Regions from separate parts of the Danio rerio genome. Here region 2 is linked to region 1. The links are chromatin contacts, called in public Hi-C maps. All regions are on one chromosome and are shown on one strand. The core of a region is the stretch at or near the end of the contact, and the rest is flanking DNA. Distances in the headings are between cores, read along the strand shown.

Region 1 (6,042 bases), core at 3,063-5,562:
GAAATGTCTCTCCTTACCAAGCCCACCTGGGTATAGGTGAAGAGGTCTAGTAGGTCCCTCTGAGTAATTGTGGTGTGCAGCTAAAAGCGCACTTATAAATGTGAGATCCGTGTGGTCTGAAGATGTCAGACTAGTTGCGTACACCATCCCTTTTTGAGATTGGTAACAACAATGCCTTTTAGTGCTGTTAATAGGCGAACAGATCTAAAAAAAATGCACTTACTTCTTTTTGCTGGTCTCCACATATATAATTAGGTGCTACTTGTCAATTAAACAATGCTTTTATGTTTGTTCTTGCTGTCAATTGAGATAGAAGATATTAATAAGTGTTATGATAAATCGATGTGAGTTTAACTGCAGACGCTGTGTGATGCATGTGCATGCAAAGGGGAGTCAGATTTTAATGCAACTTACCTTCACCTTCTCTTGCGGGTGGACCCACGTGGTTTGCGCTATGCAGTGGTCACTACTAACTGAACGGAGTAGGAGCACACAGTTATGTTTTGTTATGCAAGTTGCATATAAAAATTTTTCATTTCAAAACCGCCCAAATATTGTCAACCCGCCTACGCCATTTTTATAGCCACACAATCAAATTCAAAACTTTTTGAAGTGTAGTAGTTTATTCCTTTGCCATGGTTTATATATGTTGTTTGTTTTATATTTTCTATTTCTGTTTTACACCTCAGTGCAGTTTTAGTGTTTTTTAGTATTTCAGCTGTTTTCAGAAGTTTTTTTTGTGTGTGTTTTAAGTAGTTTTTACCCATTTATTATGTTAATTTACCTCAGATTTTAAAAATTGAGTATAAAAATATACTATTATACAGTGCATTTATATGGTTTAAAAATTTCTCTTTTATTTAGTTTTTTTTTTATTTACAATAATACATATTATTATTGATTGCTGTTATAAAATGGTAATAATACCAATAGCAATAATAATATTTGTTGTTTATAATGCATAATATGAATGATCAGCTTGTTCCTTCAGTCCAGAAGTCTAGTTTTGGTAAATTGCCATGTCAAGCAATCCAAGCTTTATTTGTTACCATTTATTTCTTTTTTGTAATTTTTTTAAAGTTTAAAACACCGAGTGCAGCTTCTCATATGCCCTTTTGAAGTTTAGGCTCAACAGGTGGTCTAAGTCTGGGGTGAGCAACTTCCTGTTTATTCAAACTGTGATGAGGTATAAATGTTGGTTTGCACACTGTAACTTTAATTTTCAACTGTAAAGCTTACGGCTCATCTGTATCCCAACAGTGATTCATTATACTACATGAATGCCACAGACCTGTGAAAGCACTCCAGCCTCTCTGATTGCTTTACAATCCCTTCAACGTTATAAAGCTCAGTGAGTGACAATTGCAGCCTCTAATAATTCACATCTGCATTTCTCATCTTCTCAATTATTGCAAAACACTTGAATAAAATGATTTTTGACCCGCATGCTTATATCATGATACCGCAGTGACGTCTGGGATGCGAAAAGATTAGTCGAGTTGTTTCAGCAAATCGACAACTAAATGTATCTGGAAAGTTATAAATATGACACACCACCAGACTACATGGCACCCGATGATGACGGATAAGCCTTTGAAAGTTGATTTCAACTGTTGTTAATGCATTGTTTTCCCATGTTTGCTTGTCATTGATTTGCTGGTTGTGTCTGGTGTCATTTTTGCCCGAGAGGTTAAAAGCTACTCAAGTATTGTAACTATGACCAAATCCCATTTAAAGCAGCACTTTATCAGCTCCATTAGTCACTCGTTACCTTTTAAATGTTAGATTAGCAGCCCTTATCCAGGCTTATTAACTTTTGTGTTTATGTTTGCTTTTTGCTTCTTTTCAAGTGGCCCGTGCTGCACTAGACGTCCTGGGACATCGGTGCTTTAAAGAGCGCAAGGCTGTCTGTCATCAGCAGGCGTCACTTGGCTCTTTCAGACCTGCCACGTCTCTCAGCATGCTGTTTGTCTTCCATCTAATTACCCGTCGCACATGCCGGGGTGAGACATGCTTACCTTGAGTCTGCTGTGTGTTGTGTCTGCTGCCATCCCACATCCACGAGCCAATCAGATGTGCTTTGGAAAACTGATAAAACAGTAATTATTCACTAGAACTGTTTATAGTGCTTTTTGTATCTGAGTGACCTTTGGCACAGTAACAGACTCTAAAAAATACCTTTTGTAAGAATAATATTTTATACTAAGTGCATTTCTGTGAAGTTTGGAGGTATAACAGGGCTTTTCTCTTATGTTTGGTTTTCAGAGCTGCATATGAAATCACAGCATCTCTATAATTGTCGTCATCTGTGCATTCTTGGGCTGGTGGAAAAAAGTAATGTCATTTACACACCCATGCAAGAGTCTGGTAGGTGCTGTAGTTTATTTTTGCTCGCCGTATCCTCATCTACATTAGAAAATCACAATTATACTTTGGTTTTTACGTTTAAATGCAGCTCTACTTGTGTGCGGATTCCTTCGTTAAAATAATGACCACATTCTGTATGTGCAATGATCATTACATTTGTTTAAACTTTGATTCGTTTTTTTACAACTTAGTATGTCCACAAGGTGCCAACCTTGAATTAAACTGTTGTTTTACAGAAGGGACTAAATAAAATTTAAAAAAGAACTGTTTATAAAGGAATTAAAATATCTGCACAATTTCGTTTTAAACAAATACGAAGACATTTTTATTGCTTATAACTTTTGAAGAGAAAATTTACAGAAACTGGATATATATTTCTCGTCGTTTACTCGCCATCAAATGCATCAATTGTAACACAAATAACATACACACACAAGCACATAAAATATGAGTGCCAGTTTGCAATTCACATGTTCTTTAATTCATAATTTACTTTGGTTAAATATTATAAAACTAAATAGAGAGGAAAATGATTGGATATTATTAATTAATTTCTTCTCCAATCGCAAAAAATTATAGAAAGTAACCACATTTTTGCATAAGATCTAATGATCTTTCTAGTTGTAGCCTCTCTATAACCATATGTTATAATATTACATTCTATTCTCTATTCTCAATGTGTAATGAACGTTTAGTTTTCCAATGTTGAAGAATAGCTTTAAAACTCCTTTTAGAGTGACTTCAATCAGGTTAAAATGAGGTGGTGAAACATCCGTTTACGAAAATAATCCTACAAACAAAACAAAGAAGAAATTGGTATTTCTGTATCAAGATCTATTTTTTTCTGTAATTCCCAACCAAAATTGCTGTACAGGATTGCAGTACCAAAAGAATGGAGGTAGGTGTCAATGTAAATGGAGCGTACTTTAAATCAACTGTATGTTTTACAGCATGTCAGCGTTAATTAGGAAATACAAACTATTCTTAGGGAATAAGGCTGGCTAATACTAACTGTACTATGGCCACAAATGTGTACTGTATATATCAGGAATATTTAATTTAGTTAAAACGTATAATTGAATCAAAATTTAATATATATTGTAAACATCAATAAAATTTATTCATTTATAATACCATCTAACATAAAGAAATGATAAAGGTAAAACATTCATTCAGGATTTTTTGATGAACAGAAACCTATTATTTTTAGTTGGGTATATTTGATATGATATACATGCTGTCATTTTTGCTTGAATTCAGTGCATCCTTTTTTTATTTTTTATTCGCTGACACCAAACATATAAAAAAGTATAGTATACAGTATGGGCTTTGTAGCTGTTCAAAATCTCAAATAGTGTACAGTAATGCTAATGCATGTTAGTACAGTCTGAAGTAAAAAGACAATTGTGGGCCATCCCTAGCTAAACATGCGTTTTGTGTGTGTTTACACATGACCGCTTAAGAAGGAACTGTGACCTGTAGAATTTGATGAGCCTGCACAGCATTTCTGTTAAGGCCAGGAATCTTATCCACCACAGTGTTTTGTAATCACATTCTATTTTTTACAGTTAATTAAGTGCATGCCACTGTGACAAGTAAGGATGCTTTTTTTTTTTTTTTTGCTCCTGTTGTAATAAGCAGCTAAACTAAAGAGAAAGGAGACGTCTGAGGAACATTTTCCAAAGTGAATTATGAAGGTAATGAAAGTGTTTCTCTCCTCTGTAGAGTATCTGGTGAAATAATGCAGTTAAAACCCAAGGGTGATGTCATGCAGACAAACGTTTCGGAGATTGAAAATCCATCAGTCCCGTGAAAGACGGGGGGGGAAAAAAGCAAGAAAGAAAATAGTGAGCGTTCAATATGTTTTCGCTTATAGGATCTGACAGGTTTGAGGCGAGGAGAAAAAAAGAGGAGGAGGAACGCATAAAAAAAAAAAAAGTTGGCAGGGACGAACCGCGAGCGCGTGGCAAAAAGATTCAAGTGCAAACGAGGCGGATGGAGAGCTGATAATGGGGGGAGCTTGAACAAGAGCTGCTCTTTCATTTAACCCCTGCCTACATCTTTGCTTCGCTTTGATTTCAGGAAATGCTAGGTTTTGAAACAAAGATTTGAAGCTTTACAGTTGGTGAATGCTTTGGTTGGATCGCACATTCAGGCTGTAATTTATGTTTGGCTAGCAGGTGATTTGATTTTAAATAACATGGTTTGGTATTTGTTTTGTCCCTCTTTTGTTTTGATGGCAGCTACACTCAAGCTCTATGGGTTTTTGAAAACCCTTGATGGTTATTTTGTTCAGACTGATCCAAAGCGCAACATCTGTTCAACTGTTAATGTGTTTTTCATTTTTAAGTCTTGGCATTTCTTTGTTTTGAATTTTTTTTAAAATGGAAAACTTGCTGTTTACTTCCAGCCTTAAATTTAATTCTGAATCCCAGACTTTCAAAATTAACTCAGGATTTTGTAGCCAACTACTTTTTTTCCCCTTACTTGCCAGTTTTAAATAGTTTGTCTCTAAGGGTGTGTTCACTCTTGTAGTTTGATTCTCTTGGTTCATTTGGTTGGAAGTATTACTAATACAAAAATTAGAAATTTGAGCCTTGTTTGTTGAGCATTTACAGTATCATTTTAGGACTGAATTTAAACTTACAAAAAAATAAAGAATTCTATGATGGATCACTTGAAAATAGATATGCTGATATTCAGCAATTCAGTATGTTGTGATAATGAGCATGCATAATACTGATATCACGGATATCTTCAAAATACCATGAATATTTTTTTTTTTTTTGTTTAACTTTTAGAGTGCTTTTAAAGAATATTCACATAGTATTTGCTGTAGTGTTCAAAACAGTGCCGAATGCTTGAAGACTTAATAGTGCAAACGTGAACATTTTAACATTTACATAAATGAGATTGTACGAATTAATAATAAGCCATTAAATCAAAAAGTTATGAATAGCTGTGAGATAATGTTGGTTAATCTGGCCTACTACATGCTTAAACATTGATTGAAAATTTGGTGGAATATTTATAGGGGTTTTCTATTGTTTGATAGCACTGTGCAATAAGGTTCCCATAGTAAACATGAGTAATAGTAATGATGAAAGCTATAAAAGCTCTTAATCTTTGGTGTTGTTACTTTTCTTGTTAGTGTTAATGCTTAATACATCTTTAAATTAATAGTCATGATCTGATTGCAATTTAAATTCATTTTATCAATTAGGTTAACTAATAAAATAAAATAGTATCTTTTTAACTGCACTGTAAAAAATTCCTGGTTGCCTTAAATTTTTAAGCTGAATCAAATTAACCTTATGAGTCCATTAAACTTATATCACGTTTATATCACGTTTAACAGCTTGTGTAACTTATTAAACAAAATTAATCATGTTTAACTTAATTTTGTAAGTTATAATAAACAAAAAACAAATGCTGTCATGACTAATTAATTATATAATTTTTTACAGTTTAATATTAACAGTAACTTGTAAGTCTGGTGCTGATTTTAAACTGCTAACTAACATTTCCTAATGAGACTTCATTGTTAAATGTTACATATATTGTGTTTTATAATCTATTTGCAGTTGAATTAGGTTGATACATAAATTTTTTCTGAAGGTATATATACAGTAAAAAACACTTTAATATGTTTAATTATACCTGTAAAAGGTTCTC
Region 2 (6,233 bases), core at 1,070-3,569, 170 kb after region 1:
TCTTTTCTGAGCTTTGCTGTCTATGGAGGAAGAGAGAGCTCTCAGATTTCATCTACAATATCCAAAGATGAACAAAGGTCTTGGGATTGAAACAACATGAACAATATTAAATGATAAAATAATGTTCATTTTTGGGTGAAGTAACTTTCTAATTTTTGGTGGTAACAGAAACTGTTTACACTTTGCAAGATTTATTTTGGTCGATAGTGTGACAAATAGATCACCAGGTATTACAATACTTGTCTTTTGTCCACATTTAACTCTTCCACTGATTTCTTTGAGAGATTTTCTTTTAGACCTAAGAATTGGGTCAGTATGTGGTCAGTGGTGTTCACTTACAACCACATGAGCATTTACACTACTGTAGCAATCCGACAGAATGCTTTTTCAACTACTTCTGGAGGAGGTCAAAAGTGGACAAGCACAAAACGATTTAGACAGTGTCTACGTTTACATGGAATCATAATATTTGCCTTAATCTGAATAAGACAATAATATGATGAAAATGTTTACATGAGTTGCTTTTTGAATGTTCCTTTCATGATCACGTTTTACATGTTATAGCACATAGATCGAATAACATCGTGTCACCATGCTTTCGTCCGGAGTTTCATAATTTTAGCTGTTTCATTTTTAATTTAATTTTTCATTTTTAAGTTTGGCACTTTCACTTTCATTCAGGAACATTTCATTCATGCCCCTGTGACAAACGAGATATTGGATGCGAGTATGAAGTAAGGACTGGTGTGATTTAATGGAGTTTGATCCCGCACACAGTATGAGAAAAAAAAAACTCTGCATTTCGCGATGCAGATGCCTGTGGTCCTTCACTGACTCAATAGGTGCAGAGAATAGTGTCAAACAGTCGTGAGTGTATTGAATATCCTGTCGCAAAACAAGGCAAAAAAATCCTGCATGATGGTAATAGTTTGATTAAGATGTTTACGGGTCTGCACAGAATTTCAATAATGCCACTAAAATCGTCGCACTCCACATGTCTTAATTCGATTTCTGTTTAGTTTGATTATGACTTTGCATTAAGGTAATAAAACAATCACTGTTTACATGGTAGACTCTTAATCAGAATATGTCTTAACCGTAATAAAATCAGATTATTGGTGCCCATGTAAACGTACTCATTGTTTACATCTGTATTCAATGTCATTCACTTTTTTATGCATCATCAAAAACACATTTCAATATCAGGTGTGAACAAACAAACCCTAAAACTAGAGGTCTACAAATAAAAGAGGAGAAAATCCCCTCACATTTTTTGCCTAAATATCACAAACCAGCTTTGAACAGTATTGACATTCACATCAACAGAAAGTGACTTTACACTACAGACCAAAGAACTGAGTGCATTTTGGTACTGCTTCTCCCTGTACGCACACACACACACACACACACATACACACACACACACACACACACACACACACACACACACACACAAACACACACTAAAATGACATCACCACACATCTGTTGTCCCAACAGGCATTCATCACATGGGCACCAAAACGACAAACCTCCCTCTTTTTTTACCCATCTTACAATTTCTAGCTTTCCTTCTCTCTCCATTCCACAATTATTATCTGCACTGACCTGTGGCTCATTCCTCATCCTACATTTACAAGTACGTGCATTGAGGAATAGAGAAAAGATTTTCATTAGAAGTCAATTATTCTTTTAGGTGACCCTTCAGTCGACCCGTGTGATTACAAACAAACCGCATCAATGAGCTCAGCACTAATAAAAAAAAAAAACGGGCATACATGACGGACTGAAATGCTCAGTTTCTCTTTCTTTCTCTACCTACAGTATTTTAGAAATACTTATCGCACTGTTTTTTCGTGTGTGTGTGTGCTGTGACTAATAATAACATCCAATCCAGAAACATCCAAGGTCATACTTCTACTGCTCTTTGACCTTTAAAGTTTTCTATAATAATTTAGATATTGCTTTTATTTTAATGCACTGCTAACACTAACACTCACAGCTTTTCTTTTAGGAAAATTCATCTCAAAATGAGTTTTATAATTGTTTAAACTCTAACTTCACCACAGAATTGTGTCACATTTGTAGAAAATGAAGATTCTCATGAAGAGAATGAAGAAACTGATTTACCGCCTGGCGCAGTGTGATTTTTCAGACCCAAAAATGGCGGGCTTTGGGTTCAAGCCAGGCGGTCTTGATTCAGCTTTAATCGACAGTGGATAAGTTTATACTTTGGAGGGCGGGATACAAGATGGCGGGAGCAGTGAGGTGCAGTTCTCATTTGGGGCGGCAGCAATTTTTTTTGCAAATAGGCTGTTGAGTAGAGCCCTCTTGTGGGGATTTATTGAAAGTGTTCTGGCAAGAGGACATGGGGGTAGTTGGGTAGGTTATACTTATGCTAAACCTGAAGTGGGAAGTTCACTTTGATGAAGGGACAGAAAAGGGGATTTTCTTACAGCAGTGATAGAAGGAAGCTGCTTGTAATGGAAAGGATTATTTTGTGGAGCTCTGCCTCCCTCTAGTGGTAAGTTAGAGGTTGAGGGGGAATTGGAAAAGAAAGAAAAAAAAGGTGAAAAAGGATTTTAAAATACCATGTATCTCCGTTTTGTCAATAATACACTGTAAAAAATGCTGGGTTCAACACAATTACTTCTTGCCGTCTCAACACAAATCATTTAAGTTAACCTAATTGTTTGTACAAATTTAGGTTGATTGAACATAAATCAATTAAATTGTTACAAAAAACAAATGCATTTAGTTTCAACTCATTTAAAATAAGCAGTTTGAACAAGTAACGAAATTTTCACTCATTTTTTGACTAGGTTTTCAATTTATTCTGTATTAAGCAATGTTCAAATATGCAAATAAAGCAATATTAAATTAAGTATGCATACAAATCGCGGTATTATTTTATTTTTAAAGACCCTTTATCGCATTTGTTGAATTTAAGTTGCAATTCATCTACATGCCAACTAATTCTCAATAGATTATAAGTAGAGTGTTAGGTTTGGGTTAGAGTTAGTGTAATGTACTCAGTCAAACGTGTTGAAGGAGTAGTATCAACATGTATTAAGCAGACAGTCTACTAATACTCAAGTGAGAAGCAATTGGCATCTATTTGTAATGCAACAAAATGTGCAACAGGGTCTATCAAAATAAAGCAGTACCCAAATCGCATACATTTCTACTACAGAAAATATGAATACTGGATGAAGTCATGTCCAAAATCTTTGTTTTAGTTTTATATGTATTAGTCAAAGGTTTTTACAAAGTCGATTTTGGTAATCCTTTTTTTTTTACTCTATAATTCAGAAATCTTCAGAATGCAAATATCAACCAAAAGCTGCAATTTTATTAACAGCCGTTATAAATGTGTTGTAATTTAAATTTACACAACTTGATCAACTGCTATAGATACTTATAATGTGTGTTTTGGATGTTTTCTGTCCATTAATTGATTAAAGAAAATGCACAAAATGTTGAAACGAACAGGTGCAGGATAATACAATATCGCTTGCCTTGTCTTGCCTTTAAAGTATGATTTACATAATTATATGTAAATAATAATAAATATTATAACATTTAAAAAAAAATAGCTAATTAAGATTTTTATTTGTGAACGAATGTAACACAATATGCTGGCAGTGGGTAAATAATAAAGTATAACAAACTGTCACTAGTCCAGCTGTTTCTGCATCTGTTTGTGGGTAGACATAAGCAACATCTGGTTTATGTTTTAAGTGAGAATGAATAATAAAAAAGAGAATCGATTCTGGAGTAACTTATAGCAAAATTGTGTGATTTACTCAGACATTTATAAGCAACACATTTATGAAAGTCTGCTGTTTTTTTTTTTTCTTTGCTCGCTTCAGTTTTTTCTAACACAGCCTGTAATTGGGAAGACATGCCTCTGAAACATCTTTGTACACGTGTTTACAATTATCTTTTGTCAGCTCTGGGGAATAAGCCTAGCATAATCATGCGAGCAAATTCAAGTGTGATAGAGCATCATGTGGTCAAAATCAACCAACTTGTTGATCGCACGCACTTGGACTCACAGATGTCAAAGGGTGCAAGCGAGAAAAAAAAGAAAAGTACCCAGAAAGTAATTGCAGATGAAGAACTGAAACAAACAGCCCTGAAGGGAGGTGGGCTGTATTGATGTCCACTTTCCATTCCTTTTACTATACAGAACAAGAGCGCTAAACAAGCCTTTTCCGTCCCCGCAAGCATTTTAAGGGGCTCTCGAGCAAACGGGTCACTGACAAAATGCAATGAGACAATGCTATTCCCCCAAGACAAGGAAAATTGTCCTCTTTTCCCCTACAATCTTGATGAAGTAAATGAAAAGGAGCAGATTCCATTGTGTAACCTTCCAAAGTATGAGAGCTCAGCTAAAGTGCAGTTTTGGCTAGAATTGCGGTCAAAAACACTAACAAAAGAAACGATTTTTTTTCTTTCTTCCACTTTGGTTCCTCCCTTTCATTCTCTTTCAATTCATTTGTAGTTTCACAGGCTTAAGAGAATATTATGCATCATTTTCGGTTTTATAGACTATTATACAAGTGGACTAGAACATGGGACTGAATAGATAGACTTAAAATATATCTGCGCAAGATGACATCCATTCTTTTGGCTTTTATGTCGACTAAAAAAAAAAAAAAAACATTTAGCATTTCTGTTAAGAGGAAAAAGAGAAAGCTTCAAGAGCAAATTGGAGATGAATCATACTGGTAATCCAAGGTAGTTTCGGTTCCTGTGATTTCGTATGGAAATGTGGATGAAATTGCAGAACTATAAAAACTGCATTAGCTTTATCACTTGCTGTCACAGAATTTGAACATTTTTGGAGGTATAAATCTAAAGTTGTCTGTAGTGTCTGTGACTATTAAATCATAAAAAAGATCTAAAATATACAGTTGAAGTCAGAACTATTAGCCCCTCTTTGAACAGGGTTTCTGCAGGTATCTTTAAGTCAAAGTTTTGAGATGGATTATTGGTGATTAGTTATCTTTACTTAAACATAGGAAAATTAAGACCTGTTTAACATGATTTAAGACTTACAACAAAATATTCAAGTGAATATAAGACTTTTTAAGGCCTAAAATTTTGTTTTTGAAATTTAAGACATTTTATGACGTTGCAGACATCCTGTTTGAATTTTTTTTTCTTTTTAAAATATTTCCCAAATGATGTTTAACACAGCAAGGAAATTTTCACAGTATGTCTGATAGTATTTTTGTCTTCTGGAGAAAGTCTTATTTTGGCTTTTAATTATTAGCCCCGCTTAAGCTATATTTGTTTTCGATTGTCTAAAGAAAAAAACATTGTCATTTAATAACTTGCCCAATTACCTGCCTAGTAAACCTAATGAACCTAGTTAAGCCTTTAAATGTCACTTTAAGCTGTATAGAAGTGTCTTGAAAAAAAAAACTAGTAAATTATTATGTACTGTCATCATGGCAAAGATAAAATAAATCAGTTATTAGAAATTAGTTATTAAAACTATAATATTTAGAAATGTGTTGAAAAAAATAATCTCTCCATTAAACAAAAATTGGGGAAAAAATAAACAGGGGGGCTAATAATTCTGACTTCAACTGTACATGTATAAAGCTACTTTTTTATATTGTATACATTTTATACTTTATTTTATATTGTATAATATATATGTATAAAACTGCTAAACTGTTAAAAATAGGACATTTTGAGAGTCAATTTATTGTTTGTTTGTTTTTTTACATGAGAAATGCTTGACCAGAGCTGCCCAAACTAGGGGCATGGTAACCATTCATTTGGCCCACCATCCCATCTGAGAGGAGAGGGAGAGTGATGGGGATGGTTTCGAGATTGTCAATTCAAGTTTAAATGCAATAATTTTTGTTTTTTTATTGTTAAAAGCTGACTAATTATATGTTTCAATTAAATGGTATAAATCAATCAGATTTAGTTCAAATGTAAATACTGCAACCCGACAATCCAGAAACTTTGGAGAGCAAATCAAGTCAAAGGCAGATTCTGCTTAACTAGCGTACTTAGCATTGATCTCATCTATGATATAAATGTGATTATGTTTTTATTGCAACGAGTTAGCATTTAAAAAATCATACTGCATTAGTTAAAACAATTTAAAGTAAGGTTATTATTTATTTTAAAAATATATTAAATTAGCAAAATTAGCCATGGCAACTTTAATGTAATATACTGTAGCGTGCTATATTTACCTTTGGCTC

Evidence for each region. Hi-C and Micro-C count contacts between places; a contact is called where the count stands out from the background.
Region 2: a contact with region 1 is called in a Hi-C map of embryo, with 2.2 times the contacts expected there. The contact joins two enhancer-like sites. A contact is called at or near these places in 2 of 18 Hi-C or Micro-C datasets (caudal fin and embryo).

Annotation. Positions count from the first base shown.
Region 1 is chr4:19,114,404-19,120,445 of GRCz12tu, forward strand. No RefSeq gene overlaps it. Among named protein-coding and RNA genes, the nearest start is that of rint1, 13 kb to the left of the region's middle. Within about 2 kb of position 4,313, at least 4 of the 62 cell types and tissues checked have an H3K27ac peak or open chromatin away from gene starts, as enhancers often do.
Region 2 is chr4:19,283,747-19,289,979 of GRCz12tu, forward strand. All of the region lies in intron 1 of wnt7ba (wingless-type MMTV integration site family, member 7Ba), which reads left to right. Among named protein-coding and RNA genes, the nearest start is that of wnt7ba, 11 kb to the left of the region's middle. Within about 2 kb of position 2,320, at least 25 of the 62 cell types and tissues checked have an H3K27ac peak or open chromatin away from gene starts, as enhancers often do.